Linked DNA regions of Drosophila melanogaster: region 1 is linked to region 2. A link is a contact called in public Hi-C data. All regions are on one chromosome and are shown on one strand. Each heading gives the region's core, a stretch centred on a gene start, on an enhancer-like site or on the middle of the called end of the contact. The rest is flanking DNA. Distances are from core to core; before and after follow the strand shown.

The links. Hi-C and Micro-C count contacts between places; a contact is called where the count stands out from the background.
Region 1: a contact with region 2 is called in a Hi-C map of the Kc167 cell line, with 3 times the contacts expected there. The contact joins the promoter of gzl here to the promoter of Hpr1 in region 2. A contact is called at or near these places in 2 of 107 Hi-C or Micro-C datasets (the D17-c3 cell line and the Kc167 cell line).

Annotation. Positions count from the first base shown.
Region 1 is chr3R:6,380,940-6,385,732 of dm6, reverse strand. gzl (godzilla E3 ubiquitin protein ligase) reads right to left here and starts at 2,819. Exons shown (of 9, transcript NM_169139.2): 1 at 2,212-2,819; 2 at 475-752; 3 at 202-374; 4 at 51-142. The coding sequence starts at 585. It overlaps TfIIFalpha (Transcription factor IIFalpha), which reads right to left. Exons shown (of 4, transcript NM_079522.4): 2 at 4,128-4,793; 3 at 3,464-4,051; 4 at 3,129-3,405. The coding sequence ends at 3,204.
Region 2 is chr3R:5,820,146-5,824,997 of dm6, reverse strand. Hpr1 reads left to right here and starts at 3,558. Exons shown (of 5, transcript NM_141337.2): 1 at 3,558-3,743; 2 at 3,811-4,494; 3 at 4,652-4,852. The coding sequence starts at 3,666. It overlaps CG46303, which reads right to left and starts at 3,026. Exons shown (of 1, transcript NM_001347780.1): 1 at 2,563-3,026. The coding sequence starts at 2,917. The coding sequence ends at 2,651. It overlaps Sec20 (Secretory 20), which reads left to right and starts at 494. Exons shown (of 2, transcript NM_141338.3): 1 at 494-637; 2 at 691-2,972. The coding sequence starts at 557. The coding sequence ends at 1,293. dgrn (degringolade) reads right to left here and starts at 383. Exons shown (of 4, transcript NM_169112.2): 1 at 23-383. The coding sequence starts at 49.

The sequences.
Region 1 (4,793 bases), core at 1,570-4,069, 560 kb before region 2:
GGTTTAAACAAATCATATTTAGACCTGAGCACCTATGTGTAATCACTTACCCAAGTCATCGCCTTCATTATTGTAAACAATCACAGCAGAATAACTCGCATTCTGGGCCACTCGTATCTTACGCTCAAAGACGCATTCGCCACTACAAAAGATTTGAGTTAGGTCGAACTGAAGTGTTTATATCTACCACATATAGCTTACCGCGCTACAAGTGCCACAAATTTGGCTGAGGGTGGGTATTTCAGGTGCGGTGGTCTGTCCAGGCTATCACAACCGTAATAAGGGCGCCTAGCGGGAACCACATACACTTTGAGACCATTTGAAGGCAGATTGGGACCGAATTGAGCTGGCAGATCATTGAACTCCTCGATCAACTGTGAGTAAACAATATACGATGGGCGTAATAAGTATTTGCAATTTGTAATAATATTTCTAAAATATTAGCAAGTTAAACTTGTCATTAATTGAACTTGCCTGGCTGGTTGCTTTCCGGTAAACCAGCACGTGGCCCCCGACCAAGGTCGCCTCATGACAGACCAGGCACAAGCCCAACAGGGTGAGTATCTGGCAACTTCTCTTGGACATTCTGTCGCGGAGGACACACGTTCTGGAGATGATCGGGACTTGGTCTGTACTGTTATTGCTCTAGTCCGCTATGTCCAGTGCTGTAGCGATTTGTCTTCAACATCCGCACCATTCGCATGTCTCATCTGTGTCCCACCGCCAGCGATTCTGTGCGCTTGGACTTCGGACTTAAAACAAAAGAAAATGTTTTTTAACATATTATGAATGATTATTTATTTGGGTGCTATAACTATTTATATAAATAATAATAATAATTTTTGCAACTCGAGTATTATCCTGCGTGTAGTCAACCTAGGCGTAAACCTCTCCGCCTACGAGGCCATGGCAACAAAGAGCTCAGCTGATAAGATAAACGGCCAACTGGGGGTATTGTTGATTTGCTTACTCTGAAAAAATTTGCGTTTCTTCAGTCACGCTGCACTTACAGCTGGTTTGTTTGTTGACACAGTCAGGCAGACGACGGTTCGTTCGGGTTTTCGCGAATGCATTAATGGTTACTTCAAACAGAACAGAAAAATCAACGCGTTTCGCTCCTTGGCTGCTATTGTACTCAATTTGCCATCAATTAATTTTATCGCGATCAAATAATAGTGGCCGAGATCTTGGGCGGCAGCTGCTGTAGTCGGAACAAATAGGTTGATGAGTCACGAACACCGCTCCATGCTAAAACCAGAACCCAGACCGCATGCACATTTAACTATTTAGCGTCGACGCACCGTCGGTCCACAGTTGGGGCAGAAAAAGTGGAAAGTTTCTATTCGTACATATATTACAAATTCTGCTAATACACAGCCGAGGGGAGGTGTGCAAATATGTCACAAAATGTTTATTAAAGTTACGATTTGACAAAGAAAACGTCACTGGCATTAGCACATCGGTAGACAATCGGAGCAAAGGCTCCAATGAGAACGTGACTTTGTTTTTATTGGATGGTTAAACAATAAATGGGAGGCCGACATTCGTTGTTCCAATGAGAAATTCAATCTGGGGAGGCGCGTGCGTTTAATAGAATTACGCCCTACGGATTGCCCAACAGTCTTTGCATTCAGGTATGAGTTGGTGATCCTACCATGTAACATTCTATTTCCATTTCATGGCATGTTATAAAGAAACGACTACGGTGTAGAAGGAGTTTGTTTTTAAGATGATTTCAACTAGAATGCTATTCCTTTGACAAACAAGTAGTTCAACAAATTATTAAAATGTTGGTTACTATCGCATATGTTTCTACACAATTTTTTAGCAACTTGGCGATCTTTTGCCAATTAATAGTATGGTCATTTCGCAATTTTCAAAACTTGTATATAATTTTCCTTGCAAAAGCGCTTGCAAAAAAGCTAGAGTAGCTATCTGGATATGTAGAGATACATATGTATTGACTGGATTGTTTTAAACAATCCTGACATACGGATTGAATGTTTAGCGACGAGGAATGCAATTCGCGTTAATTCGCTTTGTTTGGAAGGCCGATATCAATTTACACATTACACAGCGTACGCAGCACCCACCCACCAACACACAAACACGCGCACACACACACACCTTGAACTTTACAAGGCACGAGTGTGGTTTCAAGGTTTTCCTTTTTGGGGGAGGGCATACGCTCACGCAAACACGCATACATACATACATAGGCACTAGGCAGGTGTTTCCTGAATGGTGTACAACGGTGGGTTACAGGTGAAAAGCGGCCTCGATTGGAGGCAGCAGCCCACAAGTTATTGCACTTAAATTTCGTATATTCGCTTTTGTTGTTTTTTTTAGGCGCCTCTGTGTGCGTGCCTGCTACTGTGCTTGTGTGCGTTCAATTAGCACAACAACAAAGCAGCTGAGCGATTTCCTTTTGCTTTCCCGACGCCCATTCGCGTAAATCCACTGGTCACTCACTTGATTAGGGCTTCTCGTGCTCTTAGTTGACCGTTTGGAGCGACTTCTGGCCAGTTCCTGTATCCAATCCTATTTTTTCAGCACTCGCTCGCCTCCTCACTCGTCGCCATCGCACTGGTATTGCGTTGTACTTTGTTTTGCTCCCTTTTGGGGCTCGGACTCCTCGGGTTCCTTTAGTTGGTGGTCGTGGTTCAGCGGGGACAGCGCAGTGGCTGCGAAAAGAGCATGACAGTCGCGATAAGAACGCTTTGGGTTTGGTTCACTTTTCTAATTATCGGATATTAGAATTTACATCCCACCCGAACACAGACACATATACAGGGCTAGAGCTGGAACTAAATCGATGTATAGCTGCTGCTGGCTTCCTGACGGCGATGTTTTCGTACATCGATTACTCCCATATTTCGATAGCTATCGACTAAAATTTTAAAAATATTAAAATCCAGTATTCTCAGCAACTGTTTCAGATCATTGTACAGAATTTAGAATTCTCAACTTCAGAACCTGAAACCATATAGAAATATAATACTAAGATATAGCATTAATAACTAGTTTTTAAGATTCTAGAAGTACAAATACAATGAATTGGTTAAAATCAGTTTCTGTGCAAAATACTACTTGCCTTTTCGAATTAACCAAGAAAATTAACCGATTTTCAGTGGTGCGTTTATATTTTGTGTTGAACAATAATGCATTTGAGTTATGAAACATTAAAATCACATGACTGCGGGCTACTTGATCCAGAGATACATTTTCCCCTGGATGGTGTGCTTGACGGGATTGATCTTCTTCAGGATTTTCGTCATGGTCTCGACCAAACGGTCGCTGGAGACAGGCGTCTTCTTGTTCTTGAACTTGGTGAGCAACTCGGTGGCGGTCAGGGGCTTTCGCTTAAGATACCGACGCACCGCCTCCTCGGTGATGCCGTAGTCCCTAAACAAAATACATGAAATTAGAATTAGGAATTCCAGTATATCACGGCTTTACTCACTCTACTTTGCCGCCAGAGAAGGAAGTGGGCAGCGATGTGCTAATCTCGTTCTTAGGCCTCTTTGCTGGCGTGCTGGTGGGACTGTTGCTTGTGTCCGAAGCGGTGAGATCGCTGGGTAAGCTGTTCATCTTGCGCTTGCTGGCATCCGTCGAGAGCGTTGGAGTGGCCGAGCGAGATTTATTGGCATTGCTGCTGCTGGCGATGACCTTGCTGCTCGCAGCGCTCTCTTTCTCCTTTTCCTTTTCCTTGTCTTTGTCCTTGACGACGACCTTCTTCTTGGGCGGTCCGTTGCTAAGGTCGTCCTCGGAGTCTGTGCTGTCAGAGCTGAAGTCTGTGGACGAGTCACCGCTGCCATTCGACTTGCCCTTCTTGTCGTCCTTTGTGGGTTTCTTCTTCTTTTTGTCCTTGGATACCTCGTCCTTGCCCTTATCCTTCTTTTTTTTCTCGCCGTCGGCATCCTCCTTGTCCGACTCATCAGACTTCTTCTCATCATCCTCCTCTTCATCGGAGGTAAGCAGCTTGCGGAGCGCATCTTCCTCGGCCACGCCTTTCATGTCCTTGTCCACCTTTGCCTCTGGATCTGGTTCGCTAGAATAGGGTATAAGAAATTAGTAGATGTGGTCCAAATTGTATTGCCATTATCAGAATCGTTTGGGGCACATACTCTTCACTGGAGCTGGTGTCGTAGTCCATTTCTCTGCCCTCCTCGTCACCATCGTCCGACTCCTCGAAGGCCTCGTCATCAACATCCCTCTTTTTCTTTTTCTTGTCTGCGCCCTTCTTGCCCTTTCCCTTGGCCTTGCCATCGTCGCTGTCTTCCTGCTCCTTCTTCTTTTTATCCTCCTCGTCCTCCGAATCCGACTCATCCTCGGAATCAATCCATTCATCCATGTCAGTGATCTTGAGCTCCTTGGATTTTTTGGTGGCTGCCTTAATTAGCTTAGCCTCCTCCGGATCCTGCTCCTCTTCCTCATCGCCGCGCAGACGCTTTCGCAACATAAGGGAGAAGTAGTTCATCACCTTTTTGCGCCGACCAAATTCCTGTTCGGCCTCCTCCGCCGACAGCGATTTGTAGCGCTGAATAGGCTGGAAGTTGTACCACTCGGTCAAGGGGTATGCCTCAATGGCGCCGTCTGGTGCATGGGTGAACACATAGAAAGCTGCATTCTCGCCTACGCCGCCCTCGCGGATGCCTTTGAACTTCTTTCCAGTCTTGCCACCCACTTTAAGGATCCATGGCTGTGCCTCTGGACGGTACTTTCTCGCTATAATGCCAAACTTCTTGCGGCGCGCCTCCTCGCGCTGATCCCGGTTGTACTCCGATCCAGCA
Region 2 (4,852 bases), core at 2,309-4,808:
TTAAAGTCCAGGGTATACTTACAAAACGGAAAATAGTCGAATCTGACATTGTTCGAGCAACAAATGACCAGGAAACTTGTGAAATGATTTCGTAGTAAAGACAAAAGCAGGTGAACCCAGATATACATGTGCTTTAGTGCAGATTGAAATGTGCAAAATAGTTTCCTCCTTTCACGCGACCATTCGGTTATTTTAAAGATGACACTTTACGGACATTCGGGAACAAGGATTTAAGATCGACTATCGATTTTTGCGGTATTATACAATGCTGTTTAGAATGACACTTGTAATTCAATAAAAATCAATAATTTATTAAAAATAAAATTTCCGTTTCGGCGAAATTCTTTGATAACAAAATAATTATAAGAAATGTATATAAATATGTCGACATTACAAAACCATACCATCACTATGTAAACGATATTTTTTAGGCGATTAAATGCCATCGATATATACCGTGCCGTGGTAGTGTTAGAAAATTGCGGGAATTAACGTTAAATGCACGTCACCAAAGCAGAATAATAGAATATTTTCGAAACAAAACAAAGTTGGAGACATGGACAAGGATGCGTTTACATTACAGGCCATACGGCAGGACCTTATCGATAACAATCTGCAGGCTAAGGCAATAATACACGTAAGTCTCCGCTATCTGAAGAGAAACCCTCATTACCGAGCTTCTGTTTTTAGGACATCCTGAACAGCCGCACCTCCATCGCCGAACTCGAGGAGCTGAACGAAGCGGGCCGCTCCAAACTGTCTGCTATCCGCAAAAGCATCGAGCGGCTGGACGACTGGGCGCGGGACACGGCAGACTCTGCGCTGGCCAATGAAGTGGACGACCACCGTGATCAGTTCTCCAAAACGCTGCAGGCGTTCCGAAAAGCAAACGTGTCCACGATGCTGGAGATCGAGAAGGCCAATCGGGAGGAGTTAATGGCCATTACCGGCGAGAGTGAGCTACGCCAACGAACCACAACACGGGCGCGGCACAACCAGGGCAGTCTGGTTTCGCAGGAGAACGACGTGACCGAGAAGATGCTGGCTATATCGCGGCACCTCTCGGAGACCACCCAGAAGAGCGCCATCACCCTGGAAACGCTCGTGGCCTCGTCGCAAAATGTGGAGGCCACCAGCGACGAACTGCACCACACGGCCGGCAGCATTAGCATGTCCGGCAAGCTGCTCAAAAAGTACGGACGACGCGAGTGCACTGACAAAATGCTGCTCTTCTTCGCCTTCTCCTTGTTCCTCGCCTGTGTCTTTTACATCGTCCAAAAGCGACTCTTCTAAGACTCCACAAATGGACAAAACCCGTTCCCAAAATAGCTTAAGGTTGTCGCTTCTGTTGTCTAGGTATAGCTAGATTAAGCTTAGCACATGACCATACCTTGTAAGCACAGCTCCTATATTTATATTATTTAGTGATTTGCCTAAGTTGTAAACGTGGTACAGCCAAAGACCCTAGAATAACAAGATGCGTAACGCCATACGATTTTTTGGCACACGATTTTTTGGCCGTGGCTCTAGAGGTGGCTCCAGGCTCTCTCGAATTTTTGTTAGAGAGCGAGAGAGCGAAGAGCGCTACAGCGAACAGCTCTTTTCAACGCACAAAGTGATAGCAGACATCTGTATGTGTGCACACGTATTCACATGCATTGTAAATTTGACAAAATATGCCCTTCACCTTAGAAGTTCTTTGGCTTTAAATCTATATTATTTTTTATCAATTGGCACCATGCGAAAAATTCTTGTTTTGCATTGCCTTAACGTTATTATTATTTGAAAATAGATTAGAAATAGTCAAATCTATGTACATATTATCACAAAAATAAATTTCAAAAATGAATTTATATAAGAATATTTGTCATTAGAGTATTCATCTTGCGGCGTGTGAAAAATTAATAAGGCAATGATTGTTGAGTGCTTGTGTCCGCACTTCGTGCCTCAAGATATGAACAAAGCAAAGACACTAGAATAATTCTATTGTCTTTGATATTACTTTTGCAATTTAATTTAATTGCATATTTAATTATTTAGTATATTTATTAAATCATTTGACTTAATATGATGTAACATTAACATTAAAAGTGTTTCAAAAAAAATATTTCGGTTTTAAAAAATTGTCAGATGAGAGACAAATTAGAATTAAACATAAATACAAATGTGTAAACGGTAGCTAATTCGAGCGGCGATTTTAACAAAGAAATTTAAAAAAGCTTTAAAATTATAATAGCCAGGGCGCGAATTTTTAAAAATTTTTTATTTTATCATATTGCTAGGAAATTGGCAAAAACTACCCTAATATGTACCATGTAAATTCGTTTCTTCGATCAGAATTGATTTCGGCCCGAAAATCGTCTTCTAGCACAACACGCACACTTATACGCGTTCTCGTCTCTTGTTTTTACTCACACAAGCAAGCAAATTATATTTTTAGATTTCTTACGCTCTAAGCGGGAGTGAGCGGAAAGAGAGTAATTTTGGCCGTCACCAAAAAAGTGGCTGCATAGTGCCAAACCAATGTATGGCCGTTACGCATCTTGTTATTCTAGTGTCTTTGGTACAGCCTAGTATAGTATGGTAAATGCAATTTATTTTTATTTAGAATATATGAGTGTTGTATATGTAGATAAAAATGTTAAGCAAGTTAGTAAGGGCACCTAGGCACTCCTCCGGGGTTTGTGAATCCGTTGGTGTTGACCAACCTGCAGATGTCCTTGTATGACCGCGCCGATTTTGCAGGCCTTTCTGGCTGTGGCTGGGAATAACCTCTGTTGTAATAGTCAGGATAGAACTGGAACCAAGAAGGCCTGTGGTAGTTGTAGTCGGGAAAAAATTCTTTAAGCACAGAGCTGCTGCAGAATCTGCTTAGCCCCAGAATCCACAGCAGAATGTATATAATCGACTTGCGCATGGCCACTTCGCCTGAGCTTAAGATTTGGAATAAAGCCGTACCCGATTCTCATTGTATACGCCTGGCGCACTTATGAAGCTTGTGCGACCTCGCACACAGTGGGAAAGTAATTGGAATCTGAAATCTATGCGTGATTGTCGGAATAGCTGATAGCGGGAGTGTTCGCGTGCCCCAGCTCAATGCTATCGTTATCTACAAACCATTCGGCCTTTAAATTGATGTATGATGAAAGTTTATTCAATGTGTGGTTTTTGACGTTTAATAAGAAAAATTCGATTTTGAGAAATGCATTTAAAATGCAATTTTTATTTATCGCAGTGAAGAATAAAATAATATATTTTTTCATTATATTTGTTACCAATTTAACAAAAATATTATGTAGTTGCTTTTTTAAAAGTCTTTCGGGTCAATAAGAAAAAAAAAGCTTACAAACAGAGTATTATGTTCTAAGGAATAGGACCTAAAAACCCTCATTACCTAATTGGTGTTTCAAAAACAGGTTTATGTGGTGCAAAAGGACAAATTTTGCTAACAAAAAAAAAAAAACACTTTTTTAAAAAAACTAACTTACAGGCGCCTAAAAAAAATTATAATCGATTTGTCATCGATTTTTTGGTCTTTAAAGTACTATAGCGGCGCATTATATACTAACCAAAACGAGTTGGCAGCACTCGTGATGTTTTGATTGAAAAAACAAATTAGTTTATTGTTTTTATCTGTTGTCGCCAAAAATATTATTTAAATCAATATGAGCACCGCCGTAGAAGTGGCTAACACGGCTCCGGAGAAGTTGGCCAACTACTTTGCGCTACAGTCGGCGTTTGAGGTAAAACGTTGATGAATGGCCCCGAAACCGGCAATGTTCCGATCTGATAGAAAATAATAATTTTCAGAAAGCCCTTGAATTGGCCATCACCGACGGCAAAGTGGAGCTGTTGGTCAAGGAGTACAATAGATTCCCGGCCAACACCGAGCACGACAAGCGCTTACCCATGGACCACGCGTTCCGCGTGCTCCTGATGAAGCGGCTGGACGAAGATGTGAGTCGCATTGGAGAGCTTGTACGCCTCTCCGTGGAAGCCACGCGGGCCGAGATTGTGTCCAACACCATACCCGTGGTTCTGCTGATCGACACCTTCGACGTGGTCACTCTGGACAAGTGCCAGAAGATATTTCAGTTTGTCGAGGATATGGTGGAGGTGTGGAAGGAGGAGATCTTCTTTTCCTCATGCAAGAACAACATTCTACGCATGTGCAACGACCTGCTGCGTCGACTTTCGCGCACCCAGAACACCGTCTTCTGTGGCCGCATCCAGCTTTTCCTCTCAAAGTTCTTTCCCTTTTCGGAGCGGTCTGGCCTCAACATCGTCTCCGAATTCAACCTGGACAACTTTACGGAGTACGGTCTGGACAGCAAAGACCACGACGAAAGCGACAACAAGGAGCTGGAGGATACCGCTGAGGACATCCCCCTAAAGATCGACTACGACCTGTACTGCAAGTTTTGGTCGCTGCAGGACTTTTTCCGAAATCCCAACCAGTGTTACAATAAGCCGCAGTGGAAGATGTTCCAGATGGTAAGCAGTGGCTTGGCACAATTACAATTGTAGAATATATATATATCTTGGAAAGAGATCAAAGATGTTTGCCAGCTAGCTTGCTCATAAATATTGGTTATTAATAATCCTGCCCCATGTTGGTTCATATTCATATATTGTTACTTTCCCCTTCCAGCACGCTGACAACATACTACAGTCCTTCTCGAGCTTCAAGCTGGAAGACGTGCGCCAAAGTAGCAACGAAAATGCGAGCGGTACTGACCAAGCAATGGATGTGGACGAGGAGGCAGTAGACACCACGGCGGTGTCTTCCGTCATCAAGGCGAATCACTTCTTCGCCAAGTTTCTAACCAATCCCAAGCTTTTGGCTCTGCAG